Regions from separate parts of the Sus scrofa genome. Here all the other regions are linked to region 3. The links are chromatin contacts, called in public HiChIP or PLAC-seq and promoter capture Hi-C maps. All regions are on one chromosome and are shown on one strand. The core of a region is the stretch at or near the end of the contact, and the rest is flanking DNA. Distances in the headings are between cores, read along the strand shown.

What was found. Promoter capture Hi-C pulls out the DNA fragments that hold promoters and counts their contacts. HiChIP or PLAC-seq counts read pairs in DNA pulled down with a chosen protein or histone mark.
Region 1: a promoter capture Hi-C map of fetal liver shows a contact between it and region 3, with 2.6 times the contacts expected there. The contact joins the enhancer-like site here to the promoter of STAT3 in region 3. A contact is called at or near these places in 2 of 5 promoter capture datasets (fetal liver and liver), 15 of 47 Hi-C or Micro-C datasets (alveolar macrophages, blood, embryonic fibroblasts and 7 more) and 2 of 2 datasets of contacts at active chromatin or transcription factors (alveolar macrophages and skeletal muscle).
Region 2: a contact with region 3 is called in an H3K27ac HiChIP or PLAC-seq map of alveolar macrophages. The contact joins the enhancer-like site here to the promoter of STAT3 in region 3. A contact is called at or near these places in 1 of 5 promoter capture datasets (liver), 16 of 47 Hi-C or Micro-C datasets (alveolar macrophages, blood, embryonic fibroblasts and 10 more) and 2 of 2 datasets of contacts at active chromatin or transcription factors (alveolar macrophages and skeletal muscle).

The regions. Positions count from the first base shown.
Region 1 is chr12:20,466,421-20,469,324 of Sscrofa11.1, reverse strand. All of the region lies in intron 22 of STAT3 (signal transducer and activator of transcription 3), which reads right to left. Among named protein-coding and RNA genes, the nearest start is that of STAT5A, 31 kb to the left of the region's middle. Within about 2 kb of position 1,289, at least 14 of the 83 cell types and tissues checked have an H3K27ac peak or open chromatin away from gene starts, as enhancers often do. A contact at or near this core is called in fetal liver, retroperitoneal adipose tissue and skeletal muscle, where this site is marked.
Region 2 is chr12:20,441,967-20,444,974 of Sscrofa11.1, reverse strand. STAT3 (signal transducer and activator of transcription 3) reads right to left here. Exons shown (of 25, transcript NM_001044580.1): 3 at 2,376-2,520; 4 at 1,419-1,517. Among named protein-coding and RNA genes, the nearest start is that of STAT3, 36 kb to the right of the region's middle. Within about 2 kb of position 1,689, at least 1 of the 83 cell types and tissues checked has an H3K27ac peak or open chromatin away from gene starts, as enhancers often do. A contact at or near this core is called in alveolar macrophages, where this site is marked.
Region 3 is chr12:20,406,021-20,409,014 of Sscrofa11.1, reverse strand. It overlaps STAT3 (signal transducer and activator of transcription 3), which reads right to left and starts at 1,699. Exons shown (of 25, transcript NM_001044580.1): 1 at 1,587-1,699.

The DNA of each region.
Region 1 (2,904 bases), core at 40-2,539, 61 kb before region 3:
GGACCAGAGATTGTCTGGAACTCCCATTTCCCTCGGAGGAAGCTCACCTGCCCGCCCTCCCTGTACACGCTTTGATGTCCCAGACGCTTTGGCACCTTGTCCCCGAGCCCAGAGGAGGGGCGGCCGGGTGTTCCTCCCTCCCTCAGCTCAGGTAAAGAGTTTAACTGCTTGCGTGTGGTCTGAGGATTAGGTTCTGGCCTGGCTGTATCTCTTAGATAACTTCTCCTCATGCAGGGCTGAGCCCACGTCGTCGGGGCACCATGTCTTGCTCAGGTACCGCAGCGGTGAAGAGCAGGTGGAAAGGGTTAATGCAGTGCCGAAGCTGGGGGAGGTGGGGGGGGGGGGCGACGACAGTTTCTGTTCCTTTCAGGACTTGTCTGTCCCTATGGCATTGTCAGGTGAGGGGATTAGAAAGGCCCCTGCTGGACAACTGCATCACCCAGAAGAGCCCCTCCACAGGGAGGCTGTCGCGTGGAGCAATCGGCTCTGGTCTGGCAGACAGGAGGCCCAGGCCTCATTCTCTCTTCAGCGGCTAAGGGGTCTCGGCAAGGCCCTTCCTCTCTCATGTGTAGGAGGGAGAAGCCCATCTCTGCCATTTAGTATCCTTATTCACAGGAGAGTTAGAAATGTGAGGACTGAAACAAGTGAAATTAAGGGCTAAATGCTGATGCTAAGAGCTCAAGGAACCCTGGAGACAGTGGCATGGGACTGGGAGGCTTTGGGGGAACATGGGACTTAGCAGGCAGGTGGCGGGGTGGGGTGGGCTGAGAGAAGCACGGTTATCAAGCTTGGGGCTTACTGGGAGGCTGAGGGATCAGAAAGTACGACAGCCTGAGAAAAAGCGTCGCCAAGGGGCCCTGAGACCGCCGTCTGTGTTTATTTTTGGCCAAGAAACAGATTAACTCAGTACAAAATCCAAAGAAGCTACTGAGGCAGGGTTCTGGTGTCTTATAAATCCACTTGGGCCCAGGACGGAGGGGCCCAAGACAGAAAAGGTTTTAATTCCCCCAGTGAGCAATGGTGCTGAGACAAAACAGCTTTGGCCTGAGCTGCCAAGGGAGAAGCAAAGGAGAACGAAGATGGAGAAGCAAAGGAGAACGAAGACGAAAAAGCTGCTTTATGGCTCCGTACCAGGTCGTAAATGTCCTTTATCTAATTTGTAAGATAAGGGATGTGTCATTTCTCTTGGGGACTCTCTCCCTCAAGCCATGAGGAAATACTGAGTGAAGAGGAGGGAAGAGTCCTGGGAAGATAATCCACCTTCTAGAGACGCTCAAACCTCCACGATGGAACCCGAGGAAGGGGTTGCACGCTCAGCCCTGGAGGACCCCACACCTCACACCTCACACCACACCCCGGGCCCTGAGGGCGGCCTCGGCCCCGAGGAAACACTGATGCGTCCAGGCAGGAAAGGGCCTTGCCTCCCAGTCACACAGGAGGGGTGGCCACGAATGGGGGGGCGCAGCCTCAGACCGGGAGCGTGGGCCCTGAAAGCCACGTCAGTCCGAGGACCAGCACGTGGACCCAAGTGCCTTCCGCAGAAGGCACAGGGCAGGGTGACAGGGGCTGATAAACAGATCTCCCAACCGAAGCGCAGCGTGCAAGGCGAGATAAGCGGCAGACGGGAAGTGCCCTTGTGACCGAGACGTGGCCCCAGAACAAAGGAAAAAAGAGAGTCAGTCGCCTGTTAGCTCCAGTTCCCTCCGCCAAGGCTCATTCTGCTCAGCCCGAGGCTCCTCAGAGGGAATGCCCATGAAGAAGTGGGAAGGAGGCTGCTGGGTGTGTGTGTGAGAGCTATTGGTACAAAACCAAGGTTTTTCAAAAGCAGCCAGGGCCGGGACGGCCAACCTCCGAGGGTCACGGTAAGAGAAGATGAAGAGAAGTTAATAAAAACAATGGCCAATTATCGTCTCCTCGTCAGGATCCAGACAGAGAACCCAGATCTGAGCTCCAAACAGAACCGAGAATAGACTAGAGGGCTCTGCCCTCCACACTGAGGATGGTGCCAGAGCTCACACGGGTTTAAACGTGTGAAACCATTTATGTATAACTTACACAAGCACATGAATGTGCTCTTGCACGTTAAAAAAAAAAAACCAATTTCCCCTTTTGCGTGGCCATGGCGTGCAGCAGCTTGGTGTGGATCTCAGTGCCCAGACCGGGGCTTGAACCCAGCCACAGTGGTGAAAGCCCTGAGTCCGAACCACTAGACCACCAGGGACCTCCCTAAGAAAACCTTATTTTCGACAGCTGCATGTCCAAGGTAGCAATTCCATGCCCCTCCCACCCGTTGCCATCTGCCCCTTCAATTACCCCTCTCCCGAGATTCTGCTCTCAAACCGTGTTCCAAGGCTGCTAACACTCATTTCCTCCAGAAGGCCTTTCTTTGTCCCACCTGATGCTGCCTACATTGTTCAGTGATCGGGAAAAGGAAACACACTAGACTAAAGTCTGAGTTGCAAACCTTCTAGCCTCTGCTAGGTAAGAAGCGCTGCACTGGCTGGGCGTCCTGTTACCAAAGAATCCTGTCCCCGAATTCTCTCTGCCATGTTTTCTTTTTTCTTTTTTAGGCCCGAACCTGCAGCATATGGAGGTTTCCCAGCTAGGGATCACATTGGAGCTACAGCTGCCGAACTACACCACAGCTCATGCTGACGCTGGATCCTTAACCCACTGAGCAAGGCCAGGGATCAAACCCACATCCTCGTGGATCCTAGCTGGGCTCATTACCACTGAGCCACAATGGGAACTTCCTCTCGGCAGTGTCTGAGGAATGCCTGGGTGTTGCATGCAGTCTCCCCCTTTAGATGGGGCTCCCTGTGCCATCAGCCACCCCCCAAAAGCACTCACTACAGAGTTCTTTCCCCAAAAGAGGAATAAAGATGACCAGGTTCTTCAGGCATT
Region 2 (3,008 bases), core at 440-2,939, 36 kb before region 3:
TAAAAAGTTGTTTGATTTTCTATTTCTCTTAGACCAAAATCTCTTCTAAAGCAGAGGGTCATTAAAACTAACATACAGTAGTAGGACATACCTACACACACACACACACACACACACACACACACACACACACACACACAATAGATTAAATGATCTAGATAGATAGATATGACTAGCACACATGTAAGTGTTTCCCCAGTGGGCCAGTTAGTGGCACATAATCTCTATTCCCTGAGTTAGCTGTATCTCTAGTTTTAGTGAGGTTATTGTCCAAACTTAACCACAAAGAGAAATGCACATGAACCTAATGTTTCAATCCCAAACCATCCTCAAGGTGGCTCCCAAGGATAGTGCATTGTCATAACCTTCTGGTGCCAGTGTGAACTGCTATAGCCTTTGGGGAAAACAATTCAAAACTATCTATAAAATTTTTATATATATGTTACATATGGACACACACACACACCCTCTGACCTAACAATTTCATTCCTAGAAATCTATAGTAGAGAAATCAAAGGATGACTAAAGATATACAGGGAGACATTGCATTAGTATTTATAGTGGGGGGAAAAACCTAGAATGAAGTGAAGGTTTATCGAAGAGGTAACAAATCAATTACAGAAAATGTATTTTTTTTTTTTTTTTGTCTTTTTGCCTTTTCTAGGGCCGTTCCCTCGGCACATGGAGGTTCCCAGGCTAGGGGTCTAATCGGAGCTGTAGCCGCCGGCCTACACCACAGCCACAGCAACTCAGGATCTGAGCTGTGTCTGAGACCTACACCACAGCTCACGACAACGCCGGATCCTTAATCCACTGAGCAAGGGCAGGGATAGAATCTGCAACCTCATGGTTCCTAGTCGGATTAGTTAACCACTGAGCCACGACGGGAACTCCAATTACAGAAAATGTATACCACAGAATATTACTCAGCAAATAAAGGCAAGTGAGTTAGCTTCATAATACCTGACTTGGAAGGATTTACATGATACAGTATTAAATGAAAAAAGCAAGATACAGAGAAGTAAAACACATTTGCATACAGTGTGTGTGTGTGTGTGTTTTCCACAGTCTATAGGAGCCAGGAGAAAGGTATAAATGGATATATTCCACACTATTAATTTTGGTTTTCTGGGAAGAGACAATGAAGAGAGGGAGAGAGTGACATTTCAGATCCTTTTAAAAAGCCTTTCCTCCTTGTACTTTTCTGCAATGTTTTAAAGATTTTTTAGAAGGAGACTGCATTACATATGCAGGGGAGAAATGTTATTTTCATTGTCCAGAAGGAAAAACCCCCCACACACATTTCCACCCTTGGAGGTCAGTGCACATCCTAAGGACCCTCGGAGAGCAAGCGCATCTTCGCACACGCGAAGGAAGCACATTTTCATTGTGCACTTTGTCTCTTCTCGGGGCCTCACCTGGGCTGCAGTGGCTGCAGTCTGGAGGAGGCGGGACTCTTCCCACAGGCACCGGGCCACAATTCGGGCAATCTCCATTGGCTTCTCAAGATATCTGCTCTGTAAGGAGGAGAGACAGAGAATGAAAAGCGGCCGTAGACAAAGGAGATGTGGACGAAATGTTGCTAAAAAGCTAACTTCCTCATAAATTAGGGAAAGCCTTCTATCTACTACATGAAGCAACAGAGCAAAGGCCTCAGGGCCTGGCTGCAATTGGTGGCGCAATGAAGGGCAGAAGAGAAGAAGAAAAGCAGTTGCGATGAGCTGTACGTTGGGTAGAGAAGGCCTGGCGGTCTGTCTTTGGACAGTGTTTTATCCTGATCTTAAAGGGAGGCAACCGACTTTGTCAATACCTAATTACGGTCACACCTTTAACAGGGAAAAGGAGGAGTCTTCTTCCTATGAGGGGACCCTGGTACAAGCATGTAATTTACATGCTAACATAATCAGATTAACCCAACAATCACACTATTCCTTCAACCGACCCAAGAAGTGGCTTCCAGGCAATGGTGCTCAAAGGGCACCAAAGTTACTCCTCCTTTGATTTAAAGTACAAGATAGGAGTTCCCAACGTGGCTCAGCAGAAGCAAAACTGACTAGCATCCATGAGGACGCAGGTTCGATCCCTGGCCTTGCTCAGTGGGTTAAGGATCCAGCACTGCCATGAGCTGTGGCGTAGGTCACAGATGCGGCCTGGATCCCGCGTTGCGGTGGCTGTGGCGTAGGCCAGCAGCTGTAGCTCCAATTGGCCCCCACTTGGGAACCTCCATAGGCTGTGGGTGTGGCCCTAAAAAGACAAAAAACCAATAAATAAATAAAACACTAGATAGGTTCTTATAATTTAGCCAAATGAGAAGGGAAATATTTTCGGGAAGGAAAGCTAAAACCCGCCTCTGTGGGTTCAGTTTCTCGTCGCACCTGAAGGAACTGCTTGATTCTTCGCAGGTTGTGCTGATAGAGAACATTGGACTCCTGCAGGAAGCGGCTATACTGCTGGTCAATTTCACCCAAGAGATTATGAAACACCAAAGTGGCGTGGGATTCTTTGCTGGCTGCATATGCCCTAGGAAAAGGAAGAAGGATAAGGAATGGTTGTGAAACCTACACATATGCACATCCATGGACACACACAGAGACATCACCATCAAGGAGGAAAAAAACTAGGGCAAACCTGATGCTTTAACTTACACATCATTTTAGATTCATCTTGCCCAGCAACGTAAAGATCAGCAATGTAAAAATTATCAACAATTATCCCAGATACTATTAGCCACAGTCATAGTTCTATATTTATAAAATACTTGAGTGAAGTGAACAGATCGCTGTTTGGCTTTAAATTCTCAGTCAACTCTGTAGCCAGATTTTTAGTGGCAAATAAGCAACCCCAGGCTAGGATGGTGGCCTATCTTCAACATCTCTGAATGACTTCCCTGGCCCCTCACCGAATTCTAGAAAAACTAGGTCATGGGCCTGAATAAAACTAAAATGAGGGGGAGTTGAGGAAAGATGGATGGGGAATCTGGGATTAACACAGACACACTACTATTTATG
Region 3 (2,994 bases), core at 450-2,949:
CAGTTCATATTTCTAAATGGTTACTCTTCCTCAAAGAACTCCATATAAAAATATGAGATTTATTAATTAGCAACTGATTCTTTGTGGTGCATACGCCAGCAATATAGAGACTAAGTCTCTAACATCTACATTTATTTTTATATTGAAGGTGTTTTCCTTTCCATCCCACTGCACACGTCTCAGCAAAAATTCTACTAGTACCTTAGTCTGTCACATGTAATAAGGAAATAACTATTGACCCATGGAACACAGACATGTTTAGTAGAAAATAGAAAACTGGCTGAATCAGTCATAACGCAGCCTAAATCCAAAAGATTGAGACTTACTGTTCTGATTTATTCAAACCAATGCTTTATCAGCACAACCAGCCAAAGAATGACAACCCATAGGCAGAATAAACATACCCTTTAGATGCACACCCCCAAAAAACCAGCAGATACACATTATATACATTTTTAATAAGGGTTAACACTATCCATCCAATTTGTATAACACAGAGGGATGTGGACTAAACATGGAGAAAATGACTTCATGTTGGTTTGAATCTTGCTAACCGAAATGCAACCACACCCCCCAAACACAGGTAAAGTTTGCACACTTGGTTCTGCCAAGGCCAGCCTGTCTTTGTTTCCCTCTTCTCTGCATTTACCCAAGACCTTGGCTCTGAGACAGAAAACTCCCACTCTCGATTGGTTCATTCCGGCCTATGCAATTAAGCAACACCACAATCCAGTAAACGCAAGGGCTCAATTATTTATCTTTTGGCCAAGTTTACCAGGTGTTTATAAAAGAACAATGCCAGGAGGAAAAAGGTTTATTTCTCTCTAGAGTTGGTTTGATGGGGGTTTTATTTTGTTGGGTTTTTTTTAAGAAGGGGGAGGAGAGAAACACGATTTAACCTAGAAAAAGACGAGAGGGAGTTTAGAAAGAGAACGAGATTGTCAATTTCCCTACAGGAAACTTGATTCTTATGCAATAACCCTAACCATGAACAACCAGCCCGTGAGGCTGGAGGAGGAAGACACCTATTCCTACCTCTCCAGGGGGGCACAGCTGGATCCTACAGGAGCGGGAACTGGACAAGACGGAGGAAGTGGCTCAGCCGGAGCCGCCGGGCCCGGCCGGGGGGGCGGGGAGGAGGCGCTTGCCAACCCACCCCTCCGTGATCTTCGCCAGCATGACAGTCGCTCCTGCGGCCGGAACGTCCCCAGAGCCCCAAGGAGCAGGAAGTCGGGGGCTGTCCCTCACTCCTGCCACCGCCACTCTAGAGTGCCCTGGCCCCAATGGTCCTCCCCCTCGAGCCCCTTCTCACTCTTCCACCGCGTCTCCTCTTTCTCCAAAGAATGAAAACTTCCTTCCAGCGTACCCTGTCCCTTCAGAGGCCGACTCCTGTCATCCTGGGAACGACCCTTCAGAACGACCCTCCCGGTCTCTTCGTATCCCCTCTGCCCTACTGAAGCTTCTGTCCACTACTCCCTCAAACACCCCAGAGCATCTCAGCCCTTCTGGCACCCACCCCTGGATCCCCGGCCCGGAGGCCGTCGCCCGGGGAGGGGGGGGGCGGCCCCACCCTTAACCCCCTTCACCTGCTGCTCCGGCTGAGGCCCGACTGGCCGGGGCTGCGCTTGCGCCGGGGTGCGGGCCGCAGGGCTCCCTCAGGCCGCAGAGTCTCCCCTATTAGACACGGGGAGAGCGCCAAGTAGGGGTGCTCGTCAAGGATCCTGTTCGGGCTCGCTCCCTCCGCGGCGACGTCGGAACCCCAGGCTCCCCCTCCCGGTCTACGCCGCCGCAGCTCCGGAAACCGCTGAATTACAGCCCCTCCAGCCAATCCCCGCCCAGCCCCCGCCTGGCCTGGGCACTCCGCTCATGCATTATTCATGAGACGACCAGTTTTCTCTGCCACACAGAGGCCCTGGTGAATGTACTGTATCTCCGAAGCCCCACCCACTTGCCAATGAGGAGAGCTCCTTGGAGAAGGGGCGGAGCCAACACAAGGCCGGGAACGCCCCTGTACTGGCTGTTCCGAGGGCTCACTGCTACTCCCTCCGCAACAGTAAGGGAAGAGCCAAGGCCTTGGGCTGAGAGACCCGGAGGGAGGGAAGAAAGATGACCGGAATGTCCTGCTGAAAACTCAGCTGAGTTCCTGGCAGTGTGTGACGTCAAGACACTTTAAATGCCCCTGATGCGGCTCTCTTTTGCCTACTCTCCCTTTTCCCGGCCCTTGGCACCACGTGGGGGTGAGTTAGGAGCCACTTACCACGTGGGAATCAGCCAGTTAAACAGTACCCAGGTATCGCCAGATACTCTAAGACCTCAACGGCTGAATTGGGTTTTTGGGGACAGCCAAAAGAACATGGGTGACTCCCGCCTGCTTTGAACCTCAGTTTCTGCGTGAGTCGAGACACACACACCCGGAAACATGACGTGGAAGTAGAGTAATTACTAGAGTGCGTGGGGAGAGGGTAGTGGATTTAACCCCGTCCTCCGTTCCGTCTCTTCAAGCATCAAAGGCCAACACGACTCGCACATTGGCCTGTTCACGGGAATGCAGGAGACAGTACAGATAAAGAATGACACGTATACACATTGTTTTTATGTGTCTGAGTTGAAATACTTGAAATTGCGTGCCTTTATCTTTTTCGCCTGTCTACTTCGAGTGCAAGTTCTACTCCATTGAAACCAGTAGTTTATAGGAAATGTAGACATTTTATCTTGCATAATAGAGGATGTACTTTGCATAATAGAGGATTGTATGTATGTGCTGGTACAATCAGGGTTTTAAAAAATAACAGCTATTAGTGCTTATTTGTGTTTATTGTGTTTGTTTAGTACAAAGAGGTATTAAGATGAAATCCAAAAAGGGACCTTTTATCAGGTGTTCCCACCGTCCAGCGGAAATGAATCTGACTAGCATCCATGAGGAAGCAGGTTGGACCCCTGGCCTAGCTCAGTGTGTTAAGGATCCAGTGTTACCATGGGTTGTGGTACAGGTCG